Linked DNA regions of Zea mays: region 1 is linked to region 2. A link is a contact called in public Hi-C data. All regions are on one chromosome and are shown on one strand. Each heading gives the region's core, a stretch centred on a gene start, on an enhancer-like site or on the middle of the called end of the contact. The rest is flanking DNA. Distances are from core to core; before and after follow the strand shown.

Region 1 (7,290 bases), core at 4,467-6,966, 160 kb before region 2:
TGTATCAAGGGAATTTGCTGGCCAATTTCGGGTTCTATCCTCCATCATCGACGTCCGCATCCATCCATGGTTGCTTCTGCTGCAGTTAAGGTCTCCTACCAATTTTGAGTGCTGTGTCCATCTCCAATTCTCCATCATCAATTCATCACCACGGTCGTCCTCAACCCGCTCCTCGCTGCTGCGATTTAAGGTTTCTTTCTCCTTCCTGTTGTTTGATGCTCTTTTCTTTTTTACTTCCAGCGATGATAGCATAACGAGAAAGAGAAAAAAAAAAGGTGTGTACAAATGATTTTGTAAAAGATCATATCATATGTCAAGTACAGAGAGAGGTCCACTTGCTACCGATTTTCATTGTTCGAAAAAGGTTTGCTTAGAAACTTAGGGGGTGTTTGGTTCTGTGGACTAAAGTTTAGTCCGAGTCACATCAAGCGTTTGACTTTCAAATAGGAGTATGAAATATAGACCCAACCAACTGTACTAGATTCGTCTCACTTTTTAATCTTCAGCTGAGAAATTAGTTTTATAATCCGACTACATTTAATACCCCGAACGGAGGTTCAAACATTCGATGTGATAGGAGCTAAATTTTAGTAGGGGCAAACCAAACACCCCCTTAAACTTCTCCTTTTTTTATACATATCTCCAATCTCCATGTAGCAGAGCAGAGCTGTCACATGAACTGGCAATTGCGCTAGGCTGCTAGCAGCTCTCTGTGATATTCTTGCCGCATAATTGAGCGATGATGATTGAACAGACGACGACGACGACGACGACGACGACGATAATACTGCTGCCGCAGCTGGCCAGCTGCTGCTTGATAGGTTCTTGGATTCCTTTATCCGGATATATGATTTGCATAGAGCGAATCTGGAAATGCGAATGGAACCAACTTTAATTAGTTCCGTGTCTCTCTCTTGATGTTGCTCCTGAAATCTGAACCATGCCTTTCTCTCTCGCTAAATCCGACCTGCCTTTCTTAGCCCCGGCGGCAAAGGTGGTGGTGCTGGCGATTGGCATGCCGATGTTCTCTTTTGTTTCCTGATACTTGAGAGATCGACTATCGGCACGTGGGAATATATCATGGTAGGCGGTAGGCGCATGTGAGACGCGGAGGAGTGAAACGTGCGTTGCACTTGCACCGGGTAGGAGTGTCAGGCTTGTGATGTCCATGTTCGCCTGTTCTTTTACCCGGGTCGTTTGGATTATTGGAATTGAATTCTATTCTAATAATAAATTAAATAATAATTTAGGTATCTATCAATTAAGCTAATTTAGTTTTATGCAAAATATATTTGTATACTATTATTAACAAGATATTAGAGGAGTGTGACGAAAAGTGTCATGTAAGTTACATAGTAGAAATAAATTTTACTAATGTATAAAATTATTTCTCATTCTCCCTCCTATAAATTTGAGATAGACTTATATCTGAACTTTGGAAAGTGATGGAATGTCAAATTCTAAACTAAATAAGTTATTTTATTGAGTGAATTCTAATTTCTTTAAAATGAAGGGATCTAAATATCCAGTGAGTAGAAACAGAGAGGGTGAGAGAAAAGTCTGGCAAATGTGGCTAGCCCCCTCAACCTCAACTCAAGAGCGTCGTCCTGGCAAGTGGCACTAGTTGGTGGAGATGATATAGGGCCGGTATGTTTCGGCTTCTAGCCATGAGAATCGGCTTTTGGCCACCAAACCTTTTGCTTCTTAGTCCATTTCTATGAGATTTATTTCCATAAAAATCATCTAAATCAACGTAAATGCATAATCTATTGAGGCTGTCGCAACGAAAGAAATCTGTACAAACTTCTTTATCTTCCTATAAGCTTCGTGATATCCAGATTCTTGTGACAGCTAAGAATCTAGATTTTTAGAACAACTCTTTAGAAAAAAAAACTATGCCAAATACTATGCATACCAGCTTGGAAGGAGCCCTGGCCTGCCCTCCTCTGCCCAGCCAGCGCATGCAACTCGTGTCTTCTCGCAATTCCAGTAGCAGAATAGAAGATGCCAATCAAGAGAATCCTTGCACAAGCGATACCAGAACTCGTGACACAGCACGCCGATAAAATAAGGGAGTTGCTACACCTTAGTTTTCTGAATATTTGACAACAACTCGCAAGGGACAACTTGTACAATTAAAGGGAGATTGCTAATTTAAAGACGCACATCCGTCTCCAACATGTATAGGTATAGCGCAGCTGCCGCTGGTTGCTTCGACGTTTTCTATTTGCCTCACCTGTCACCTGTGCATGGTTACTTGCGCTATAATAATAATAATAATAAAATTCAGACATCTAATATATAGGACAAGTACAAAATTAATGGGTATAAAAAAGAACACGAGGAGGTAGAGGGCCCTTTGCTGTCACCGAGCAGAGGCTTCAGCGAATAAAAAAAAAAACTCCGAAGCACCATACAACCCAACAGAGAGTTTGATTGAGTACAGAAAGCAAAACACGATCAACAGCGGATGGAAAAAAAAGTAACATTAGAAACCGGCACGGCGGCACCTAGCTCATGCACAGGATGACAGGAGTGCTACTTCCACTCAGTTTAGAGTTCCTTTAAAAAATTTTACAACTATAATAAACAACTTTTTATACCAAATTAACAATAAAAGCACATATTATGTGAGTAAAAGAACACACGAGACATAGTGTTTCGGTTTTTTTTTGCTAATTTTGGTTGCCATAAGCTGCCACAGACTGTCAAACATCCAACTTTTCAATCCACTTTTATGAGAATCGTTTTGATAAAAATCGTTCAAAAACAACGTGAACATATAATCGATCAAGTTGTCGCAATAGGACCGTAGAGATGTTTAATGCTCATCCTCTTGCGCTCTCGCTCCATTCTAATAAACTACGTATATACATAGCTTAGTTTGGCATTGTTCTATATCAAATTTCTCAAACTTCAATCAAATCGATATAAAAAGTGCACCGTATCTAAACAAATAAATTAAGGACAATCGTGCGAATATCCCTATTTTAGGGTGTAACGGTAGCTTTGCGTCTTTTTTTAACTTTGTGTTTTTGTCCCTATTTTTCAAAACAATTATACTCTTTCTTTTATCAAGACTTAACACCGTTAAGTACAATTAACAGAGTGGGGTCATACAACAATTTCGTTTTAGAAAAACAAGGTTAAACATGCAAAGTCCAAAAAAAAACAAATATGTATTTATACTTTGAAACAAGGGCACTGACACAATTATCCTATATTAAAAACATTAAACGGAAAAGTAGCCTTTGAACTTACCAATCAATGTCACTTAGGCTCATAAACTTTAAAAATATATTTATAAAATTTAAAACTTGTTAAGTAGTGCATCAGACGTCTCTAAACTTATTAAATGGTGTAGGTGTACTGTAGTTTCATTTCAAGACTACATCGACTACCTTGGTGCATCATTTAATAAATTTAGAGACTATAAACACGATTTCATATGATGTAAACCTTATTGGGAGCGAGGCGGAAAGGCCGGATCTATTGGCCTGTGGGCTGATTTCCGGTGAGAAACAGATAGTATTTAACTATATACATTTATAGCCAGAAACAGATAATAGTGTAAATACAAATTATATACATCAAATGTATATGTAAACTAAAATTTGTAAAAAAAAAAGTCGGGTATTCTTGGAATATCCGGGCATCACTACAGACCTGTCTATAGAAGTAAGGGGCTGTATGAGTATGATGCAGAAAAGGTCAGATTAGACTAGTCCAAACTCTAGAGACACGGGCTGAACAACTCACGAGACTTTGGACCAGCAAAGAAGCCGAATGACTCTTTTGAAAACATGAGTGGACTGGACCTGGCCCATCCATTCACGAAAATTACAATATTATATAGCTCCCATTCTGAAATATGATGATAACGAAACTGAGGAAACACATCGCAGTCGCAGATGACAGAAGCCTAATCAATGACTTGGCATGTCAGACATGAACATTATAGCTCAACCGGAACTCGTGACAAGGACGGCTGGTTCCAAGAGCTTGAGCACGACGGGGAGCCCTTTCGACGGCTGCAGCGTGAGGAAGTCGGCCGGCGCGTGCACGTACTCTGGCGCCACCCGGAACGTGAAGCGCCGCAGGATGAGCGCCAGCGTGGCCTTGGCCTCCAGCATCGCGAAGTCCTGCCCGATGCACGACCGCGGGCCCAGGGAGAAGGACAGCAGCGCGTTCGGGTGCGTCGCGGCCCTGCCCATGCCGTCCCGGAACCGGAACGGGTTGAACGCGCCGGCGTCCGCGCCCCACACCTCCTCGTCGCGGTGGAGCATCGCGATCGGGATCAGCAGGAGGGTGCCCTTGGGCACCTTCACGCCGCAGAGGTCCGCGCCCGCCGTCGCCCGCCTCGCGATCAGCGGCACCGCGCCGTATAGCCGGAGCGTCTCGTACAGCACCATGGTCACCTGCGAAACAACAGCATAAGGCCGCCGCCGCCGCACTCACCCCTGCTAGCTAGCTCAAGCTTAAGGCGGAAGGGGGCTCACGAGCTTGAGCTTGTTGAGGGCGTCGCCGCTGAGGGGCACCTCGGCGCCGCCGCACTCTCGGACCACCTCCTCCCTGAGCCGCTGCTGCCACTCGGGGTGCGTGCCGAGGAGGAACATGGCCCAGGTGAGGAGGTGCGAGGTCGTGTCGTGGCCGGCGAAGAAGAAGGTCTTGCACTCGTCGATGATCTCGTCCATGCTCATGGCCTGCTGCTGCCTCTTGCCGCCGCCGTCGCCGGCGTTGGCCTCCAGCATGAGGCCGAGCAGGTCGCTGCCGTACCCCTTCGCCTCCTTCGCGGCGGCGAGGCGCTCGTCGATGATGGCCATGAGCGTGCCCCGCACCGTGCGCTCGAGCTGCCACCGGCGCACGTTGGCCTTGGTGGGCGCGTACTGCGTGCCCGGCACGCGCATGCCGCTGTTGATGGAGGCGAAGGCGATGAACTGGAGCTCCCGCTGCGCCAGGAACACCTCCTTCCCCTGACGGTAGCTGCTGCCGAACGCGGTGTGCGAGATCACGTCGGCGGTGAGCTCCGTGAACTGCTGCCCCACCTCCACCGTCACCTCCGGCTCCCCCTCCTCCCCGCTCGCCGCGGCGCGCGCCTCCCACCCCCGGATCACCTCCGCCGCGCACGCCGCCATGGCCCCCGTCATCGACTTGAGCTTGTCCATGGCGAACGCCGGGTGCACGACGCGGCGGTGGCGCGACCAGTCGTCGCCGTCGGTGAACACGAGGCCCCTGCCCATGAGGGACAGTATGGTGGGCCCCGGGTCCGTCTTGCCGTACAGCCCCGCCTTGTCGAACAGGACCCGCTTCACCATGTCGTGGCTGCCCACGAACAGCGCCGGAGTCGAGCCGGACCACGTCAGGAACACCTTGCCGTAGAGCGACACCCACGCGCGGTACTGCGGCATCACGCGCGCGATGTAGTCGTGGGAGGCGAGGTCCAGCGTGTCGCCGCTCGTCGCCGCCCGCATCGCCTGGACCTCCTTGCCGTTGCCCACCAAGACCCTGTACGGCGGCCCGCGGATGCCCTGCCGCGCGAACGCCCTCGCGACGGCGTACGGCCGCCACACCAGGTGGGCCAGCGCCGTCCACAGCCTCGTCACCAACACCACGGCGAGGGCGGCGACGACCAGCGCTACGCCTCCCGTGCCCATGTCGAGCGAAGAAGCAAACTGCAACCACAACTGCGCTGTGCGCTGTGATGTCGTCGTCGTCGTCGAAGACTCGAAGTGCGGGTGCTAGTGTCACTGTGTTTATATATGTTTATATTGCGTGGTGTGATTCGCCATCATAAAATACGTGTCGACGTTGTGACAGCTACGCGCTTGGAGCTTTTGTCGCAGCGACCGGGCGCTAAGTACAAGGCAAAAGCTGACGTGCGACACGGCCTTGCGAATGGACAGGCGCAGACTTCAAGCGATCTCGCACGACGGCAGCCGGCAGCCGGCCTTTCGTGAGATCACAGATGACTCTGGCGACCATCTCTGCATTCTTTTTTCACAGATAGTCATATAAGTACTGTATGTTTTTTAGCATATATTCACTCTGTCCTTTTTTTTATTTTACACCATTTAATTTAAAAATAAACTAGCAGACAACAAATATTTAAAACGGAGGTGGCAATGAGTGATCAGCTTGTGAGCAAGACTAGAACGCTCTAGGAATTATCTACCGTTCAGACAGAGGGGATGACCGGATGAGATCGTCTTCGCCGTATATATAAAGTTTTTATTGAAAATGTTTGGGGGCATGCGTATGGCTAGGGTCATTTTCTTAATGTCGTTGTTATCTCCGCCTTTTCTATCGTAACATGTGTGTTAAAATATAGCATGCATAAGTTACAGTAGACATGCTTTATAATAAAGTATAAAATACTCTGCAAGCATGACAATATTATTTGTATGGTAAGGTACTGAGGTTTACCTATAAAATGAATAAACATACATAATCTAGAGTTAGATATTTATATAGGAAGAATGTAGAATATAGACATATGGCAACACCACGTGAGCCATTGGCAACTATATATATATGGTAGGTTAGGTGCTGAATATAGCTTGAAACCTTATTGTTGCGGCTATTTCTGCACAATTGGTTCGAAGCCCATTGATGCTGAGCGTAGCTTAGATCCTAATGTGCGATATCATGTAATTAGCTAAGTAATACGGTAACTAGATGAGTGCCCGTGCGTTGCAACGGAACCATATAATAATACGATAACTTATGTACATATGTGTTATATTGTTATAACTTATAAGTATGTGCCCGTGCGTTGCGACGGAAGTAAAAGATTTGTATGAAACATTGATATGGAACGACAAACATCATTATAATATGCAAAATCCGTGTGGAAAACATTATCAATATCATACAAATTATTTCTAAAAAGTTAATTTAGAATTTTTAATTACATACAAATGTGTCGACAACCGTACACTAACCAGCTAATCCTTTTTAGCGATATCGATAAGTCTCTGTTATGTTTGCATGGATGTCATATCGGCGTGAATTGTCCTCATAACATAACAGATCAATCACAAAGTTCCTTCGAAGAATCTTTGCATCCTACAAACAAAGACATAAGAGAACAAAACGTATTATCTTGTAGAACGAGGTAGCTGGAATGTATGTTTTGAACATAAAACGAACGTACTACACTCACCCCAACAAATTCCATTCGTCTGTCATTCCCCCACATGGTCATAGCTTGTATAACGAGGTAGCTGGTATTAAACCTATAGAATAATGTTTGGCCAACTATGTTTTATACAATGATTATCAAAGAAAAAT
Region 2 (6,998 bases), core at 2,564-5,063:
CAACTAGATTATGGGTTCAGATTATATAATCTAAACCCCCATATTATGATAATCTCATAATCTCCTCAAGAGTAGCTTATTTGAGATTATTTTGGTAAAAGACCCACTACCCATGGTTATGTAAATAGAAATTACAATATATACGATCCTTTTTTCTCACCTCAAATAAACAAATAAGGATATTGTTGTCTTTGTGAATAATCTACATTTATATAATCTAAACTACCAAACAACTACATATAGATTATAATATATCTAGATTATAATCTGAATTATATAATTTAGATTATACTCCAGATTATATAATCTATAAGCTGAAACAAACAGGCCCATAATCCATTAAAAAGAAGAATGACCGCTGCCTGATTCTTGGAAAAAAAACGACTGGTATATGTTGTAAAACTGTCTAGGATTCGTTGCACCTAATGAGACATTGCGTTTATATGAACATACCTATGCATGGCATCAGGATCGTAAATTTGAGTTGAGTTGAAAAGATGATCTATGCGAAGTCCAAAACACTGATGAGACGAAGGGTGTGCCTCACTCTTCTGAACAGATTCGTTGGGGAAAAAAACTGAAATCTAAATCAAACAAGTACAACAGTGGAATAGATTACTGAAAATCTACGTATCCCTCTAGTTAAATTTATAATTACCTTCTACACCAGATTTTCTGTGTAGCTCTCAACCAAGCTACCAAGCTACCATACTCTTGCAACCATCAGGTCGCAACAGTTTTTTCACAGATCACACCTAAAATCAGACTTTTAGGAATCTACAAGTTAACCAAACAAACATAATTTCACTAATACATGCTCTTCGTATGAACCTCATATGCTTTCCTAAATTAAAGCAGAGTTAATCCCCTATTAAAATTTTGTCATGGAATAAATCTGCCTTTGTTTGAATAAACCGGCCTGAACAATTTTATAAAGACTACCAATATCCATGACATTAAAAGATTATATAACTGTAATACTCTATCTAATGATATTAATTCAGTGTTATAAATATTTGTATATTATTATATAAATTAGATCAAACCACGATGAAGAAATACAACAAACTCCCAATTTTAGGACGAGTAAAGTAATTATATTGCTGGTTAACAAAATATTTCATCCATTCTCAAATATTTTGTCTTACGATAGTTTATTTTTGAACTAAAACGCAACAAATTAAAAAATAGAGGGAGTAGCATCCATATTGCACGATGCTATTTGAGGTGGCACACGAACATTGTAGTTGTAGGCAAACAAGTTAAAATATAAGCATATGAATTCGAAAATACGAGAATCAGACCGTCTCAAGCTAGTATAAAATCGGGGGCGCGGAACCGTTGATGACAATATTTATAAAGTGTAGTTTGAAATAGCGGATATGATAGGGGATCTGTTGAAGAGATAGCATCGGACATCGGTGGCACGGGACAAAATAAGCTCTGCTGCTCGCATAACACCGACAATATATAGTTCATCCGTTCGACAACAAATTTAGACAGAACTTCCACCGGTCAAGTGCATGACTGCATGAACAATCTAAGTTGCCAACAAATAGCATTTTAAGCTCAGAAAAAAGTAAGAAATACGCATGACATTTTTAGTCCATCTTTACTCCAACAAAACCTGCAGACATAAAAGCCCAGAATAGCATAAGCAGAGGGTGACTTTTGAAAGGGTAAGCAATGGTTCAAGCTACAAGTTCAAACTTTGTGTTGGCAGCCCCATGCCCAATGTAAATGTTCTAAACAGACAGTATGTTTAAAACCATTCTACTGTATCAAAGAAACATTCCCTAAACATCAGTGTGGACAGAAATATCATAAATTTCTATGGCAAGAAAAATGCACAATTATAAATATATATGGAAAACTGCTAAGTCTAAAGTGCTGAAAATAGGCATCACTAAATCCAATACATTAGTTGGAAAAACTAGACCCCCCCCCCCCCCCCCCGGTTCATAAGAGTAAGCATTTTTTTTAAGCATTCAAAAGTTTCCACAGATGTAAAAATTTCTGGCACATGCCGCTATCCCCATTCCTCACTGCTAATTTTCCTGCAGTTTTGTCTCTCTCATGATATTGACTGATGACGAGCGTGTCATTTCCTTTGCTACTAGAAATGCCTAAATTTGTAAACAGAGGGAGTAATACTGACAACTAATGAAATTAGGTAATGCATATTCCACGTGTACTTGGTATCATTGTGACATGTAAGTAACGAACAGTGGGAAGTTAACCATCCCCAAATACCAAACAGCAGTTTTAACTTGAAATCTTCACGAAGTGAATACTCCCTCAGTCAGATACAAACTCACCAAATTAAAGCCAGTATCAACATGTGCAAACCAAACCACAAAAGCCAAATTACCATGATTTGCAGCAGAATAGCCAGTGTTTGCTGCTACACAGACTCAATGTGTCTCATAATAAACAACCGAAACAATGTTTTCAAATCGTCCTATTAATCGCGATTACTCGTCCAAGTCGGTATGGGAAAATCGCGATTAATCGCCAAGTCTTCCGACTAATCGCGATTAATCGTCCAAGTTGGTCAGCCAGACGACCAGCAAGTCGTCCGACTTCTAAACATTCCGAAACCACAATGTCACAGACAGTGCAGTGGTGCCTGAAGGTGCAACGGTGGAGGAGTAGAAGGCCATGGCGGGAAGTGGGTAAGTCTAGTTGTCATTTGGTAGCTGTCATCTGATGGTTGGGCCATGGGCTGGATTAGCGTCTGAAACGTGGTTATGTGAGGTAATGGGCTAGCCCAAGTGGCGTACTATAAGTACTGTAATGGCCAGTTGGCAATGGTATCAAATAACAGAATCCTGAATAAACTTTCAACCAGGCACGGTGTGCAAATTTGTCACCGCGAGGGTGTCTGGCGATCTCACGTCCCGGCCACCAACGCCGGTGGCCACAGGACGTCACACACAAACTATGATGCGTTTAAGCACCTAAAACTCCTAGCCCATGGTCTACAGCAACGACGAGTGCAGTCTAATCAGAATTCCTTGTCGTATCATTCAATCACAAGCAACAGATTCAACATCAACCAGCCGCCAAACAAATAAAGCATGTCCAGCGTTTGAGGACCCTAACCTTAAATGCTGCTAGGGTACATGAACACTCTGACCTTGCGCCCCTGCACTCGTCAGAAAAAAAAGAACAGCATCAGGACAGAGCATCAATTGGGAAGCAGCACACATCACACGGCGTACTGAGTGCGTCACTGACCATAGACTCAGGCGGGAGGTTCGACTTGAACTTGGCGCGGACAACGCCGGAGTTGCCGTGCGGGCGGGTGACCTTACCCCAGATGCACCTGTAGCGGGTCTCACTGCTCTTGGTCTTGGCCTTGTAGATGTACGCCATGCGCTTGCCAGCGTACCACGCGACGTCCTCCTTGGTGTTCACCCCCTCGATCTGCACAAGCGACGTGGTCTCGTACTGGTTCGACTTGGACCTGCACAGCCACCACCGCAACCACCGTTAGCGGAAACGAACCGAGGAATGGCCAGATCCAAGTAACACGGACGGGGGAAGAAGCGGAGGCAATGAGCTCGCCTCTTGTATCCGAGGATGGTGCCCCGGACGTAGAGCCTGACGCGCTGCCCCGTGCGTCCCTTCACCATGGTGGCCGCCTACTTCCTTCCGCTTCCGCTTCCGCTTCCGCCGCCGGATACGGAGAGAGAGAGAGCTCGTGCACATTGGGGGAAGACAACGAGACGGCCGCAGGCGGAGAGAAGAACGAACGGCCTCGATCGTCTCGCAGAGTCCAGCCTCCAGCGGACGGTCGCCAGCTTAAATGGGCCATTTGGTTAATGATTGTCGTCGCTTTTTCTATCTTTTCTATCAGGGCCATGCTGGGCCGGGCCTATCTGGCAACATAATCAGCCCAACTGCGAATAGGACGCCTCGTTTCATGATAGGTCGCGCGCACACAGTTCTCCGGCGGGGCCCAGCTCGACGCCGGCGCAGCCTTGCCGCGGCGCCGCTCCTCAGTCCGCCGCCTCTGCGGAAGCGGCGTCGCTGCGACCCTGGTCTAGGGGCGTGAATTCGACACCCAATCTGGGCGTGTATAGTATTATTCTTCCCTCGGTGAGTAACCCTACTTGCTTGGGGCCGATGTCTCCCGCTTCTAATCAACTCTGAATCCCTTCGATCTCCAATTATGGCGCTGGTGCATTTTATTCTCCTGAAAAACAACGGAGCTGCTAAGTCAGCCCCTTGCCACTACCCTCTGTTGTGTTACTATCTCGAGAAAATCGATTGTTGCAGTGTTGTAATGCTATTTTGCTACATCTTTTGTTTTATGCTAGAGGATTGTGACACTGAAACAGCACCAAGGTGGCAAGTTGTGGATTTTGAAGAAGGCATTTTTTTTTCAAGAGAATAAGAGAAGCAAGCAAGCCCCTTGTAGGTTCAGTTGTGAAGAAGCTCACAGTCACAGTTGATATAAAATACTTGACAGCGAATTTATCTGTAAGCACAGAAGAGTGTCGTCATGTCACTAATAAAACTAATGCTATGATATTCTGTAGTCACACTTGCTTGTCATCATTTAGTAAATGTCAGGTTACTAACATTTTAATTAATCATGGGATTCTGCATTTATGTATGTATGTAAAGGTTGCTTTCGCATGCGGTATATATGCTGTAGCTTGGAATGCTGGGCAGTGAGTATTCAAAACAAAGAAACAGCTTAGAAGAATGCTTGATTGCCGTCGAATGATTGTGGTTGTGACAGAAACACAGCCTAGTATTATTTGCCGCAAAACTGGTTTTTTCCCCCTGAGTTTCTGAATTCAAAACTCTTGGAGTCCTTATTCAATTGACATTACCCTTTCCTTATATATTAACGCTCCATTATGGAAAGATATTGTAAACGAGATGTATATAGCTTTGCGGTGGAAGCTATCAATTATATATGTTTCAAGCAACACATCATTGTACCAACAACCCTTCATATTTACTCTTTCCATTCTAAATTATAACGTATTTTAGTTTTTTAATATACATTGTGTCTAGATGCATAATAAGAAAAAATATTTATTAAAAAAACCAAAACGTCTTATAATTTAGAACCAAGAAAGTAATTCGCTATGTCACAAATCAACAGCACTACAAATTTACATGTTGGTTCTGACAATATGCATGCATGATTCTGTTCCTCATTCCTCACTCTCTAGAAGTTGTGTAGTAGCATGCTGGAGGGCTCCAGCCTGGTGACATTGAAGTGCTCCAGTGTGTGTGCCCACCTCAGGTCCTGCTTCAGCTGGTGCACCCCGATGGTGTTCTCCAAGAAGTCTTCACCTTTGGCACTCTTGTAGTCATACATCCTGGGGAAGATGTTCACCCGGTTCTTGGCCTTGTGGCCCATGTTCAGCCATTTGCCTGTGGTCAGATCTTCTACACCTGAATATGCATATATGTACATGTTGGTAAACATTGTTAAAAACTGTCATTCATGTCCTGAAAACACAACTTCATGAGAAGTGTAGTAATAGAGTAGTATATGTTAGTACTAGTCAATAAGTAAAGGTGAAGAACGGATGCATGAAATGCAAGTGATGCGTACCCATGGCCTCCCTCCTGACCATGTCGGAGGTGGCGATCCATTCCACGAGGTCCCAGGACAGGAGGTAGCCCATGCCGAGCATGAACGGCGGGAACTGCCGGTCGTGGAACGGGAGCCCCACGCCGCAGTACATGTCCTCCCTCGGCGCAGAGCGCAGGGTGTCCACCAGCGCGTCCAGCTGGAGGAACGTGTCGTCGTCCACCTTCATCACGTAGTCGTACGGCCGGCCGCCGCCGCCGCCGGAGCCGGAGCCGAGCATGGTGGGCAGGCTCGCGAAGTACGTGTACGTCTTCCCCTCCTCCGCGTTCTCGGCGCAGTCGAGGACCAGCACGTCGCCGTAGGCGCGCGCCTCGAGCGCAACGAACACGCGGTGCTCGGGCGGCATCGGGCGCGCGCAGAGCACGAAGCGGACGTCGACGCGCGCGGCGGCGCGCAGCGCGGGCGTCTGCTGCTGCAACGCGTACGCCATGCGGATGAGGTGGCGCCGGGAGTGCTTGCCGGGCATGGTGTGCACGCCGACGAGGACGCTCATAAGCTCCGCCGGGCGCTGGCTACCGACGACACCGTCGACGTCGCCCACGGTCGTCGTTGCTGGCGCAGCGCGGACGACACCAGCGGTGGCGCCGACGCAGGCTCTCGTGGCCACTGCCGTGGAGGCAAGCGGGTTGCTGATGTAGGCGGACAGCGGAAGGAGAAAGGTGAAGCATAATAAGATCAGGGTGAGAGGGAGGAGGACGATGAGGGAGACGCTGCAGGGGGGCGGCTTCTTGAGGTACGTCGACATTGATGATGCCCCTGTCTTCGAGCGAGGTCTCGTTCTCTTCTTCCACCTTCAATTCTTTCTTTCTTTGTGTGCATGTTTTGGTGACTATGTGTCTATGTCTATATATAATCAAGAGATGAATGGGATGCATTGGCAAAGCGGCCGGTTCTTGATACCGTCATCTTCTTCTGTCTTGTTGCTTGTCTAATACTCCTGTATGCGTGTGTCGGTTGCTTGTGATTTATCGTCGTCACTGCCTCGTTTGGTATAGGCGACTAAAGGGTGTTTGGTTTATAGGGATTTTTTTTCTCTATTTTATTTTATTTTAATCTTTAAATTGATAAATACAGAAACTAAAATAGAGTTTTAGTTTTAGTATTTAGAGAGACTAAAATAGAATAAATTAGAGAGACTAAAAATTAGTTCCTATAAAACCAAACACCCACGAAAACAAATATTTGTGCTATGCTATGTGTAGCAAGCTAAAGAATTCTCTTGTGGGTCAGTTTGGTTCTACCATTGTTTTATTAGGCTATCTGCAATTGTTACCCCTAAATTTTTCCTCCTATATCACTTTTCCCCCCTATTTCCCCCCCTACTTTTTCATCTCCCGCAGCGGTTCCCCCTAAATACTCCTCCTATACCCCACTA

Evidence for each region. A called contact is a pair of places that touch in the nucleus more often than the background predicts.
Region 1: a contact with region 2 is called in a Hi-C map of bundle sheath, with 2.5 times the contacts expected there. The contact joins the promoter of LOC100501672 here to the promoter of LOC100281989 in region 2. A contact is called at or near these places in 14 of 25 Hi-C or Micro-C datasets (bundle sheath, ear, endosperm and 6 more) and 2 of 3 datasets of contacts at active chromatin or transcription factors (leaf and seedling).

What each region holds. Positions count from the first base shown.
Region 1 is chr9:13,246,663-13,253,952 of Zm-B73-REFERENCE-NAM-5.0, reverse strand. It overlaps LOC100501672 (putative cytochrome P450 superfamily protein), which reads right to left and starts at 5,716. Exons shown (of 2, transcript NM_001196349.1): 1 at 4,500-5,716; 2 at 3,843-4,418. The coding sequence starts at 5,654. The coding sequence ends at 3,963. LOC100383746 (putative MAP kinase family protein) reads left to right here. Exons shown (of 1, transcript NM_001176382.2): 1 at 1-83.
Region 2 is chr9:13,082,067-13,089,064 of Zm-B73-REFERENCE-NAM-5.0, reverse strand. LOC100281989 (60S ribosomal protein L35a-like) reads right to left here and starts at 3,813. Exons shown (of 4, transcript NM_001374365.1): 1 at 3,571-3,813; 2 at 3,241-3,469; 3 at 3,106-3,148; 4 at 1,430-1,627. The coding sequence starts at 3,638. The coding sequence ends at 3,107. LOC103637956 (hydroxyproline O-galactosyltransferase GALT4) reads right to left here and starts at 6,515. Exons shown (of 2, transcript XM_008660957.4): 1 at 5,585-6,515; 2 at 4,957-5,421. The coding sequence starts at 6,368. The coding sequence ends at 5,192. LOC103637957 (a long non-coding RNA gene) reads left to right here and starts at 3,890. Exons shown (of 2, transcript XR_558492.3): 1 at 3,890-4,104; 2 at 4,326-4,550.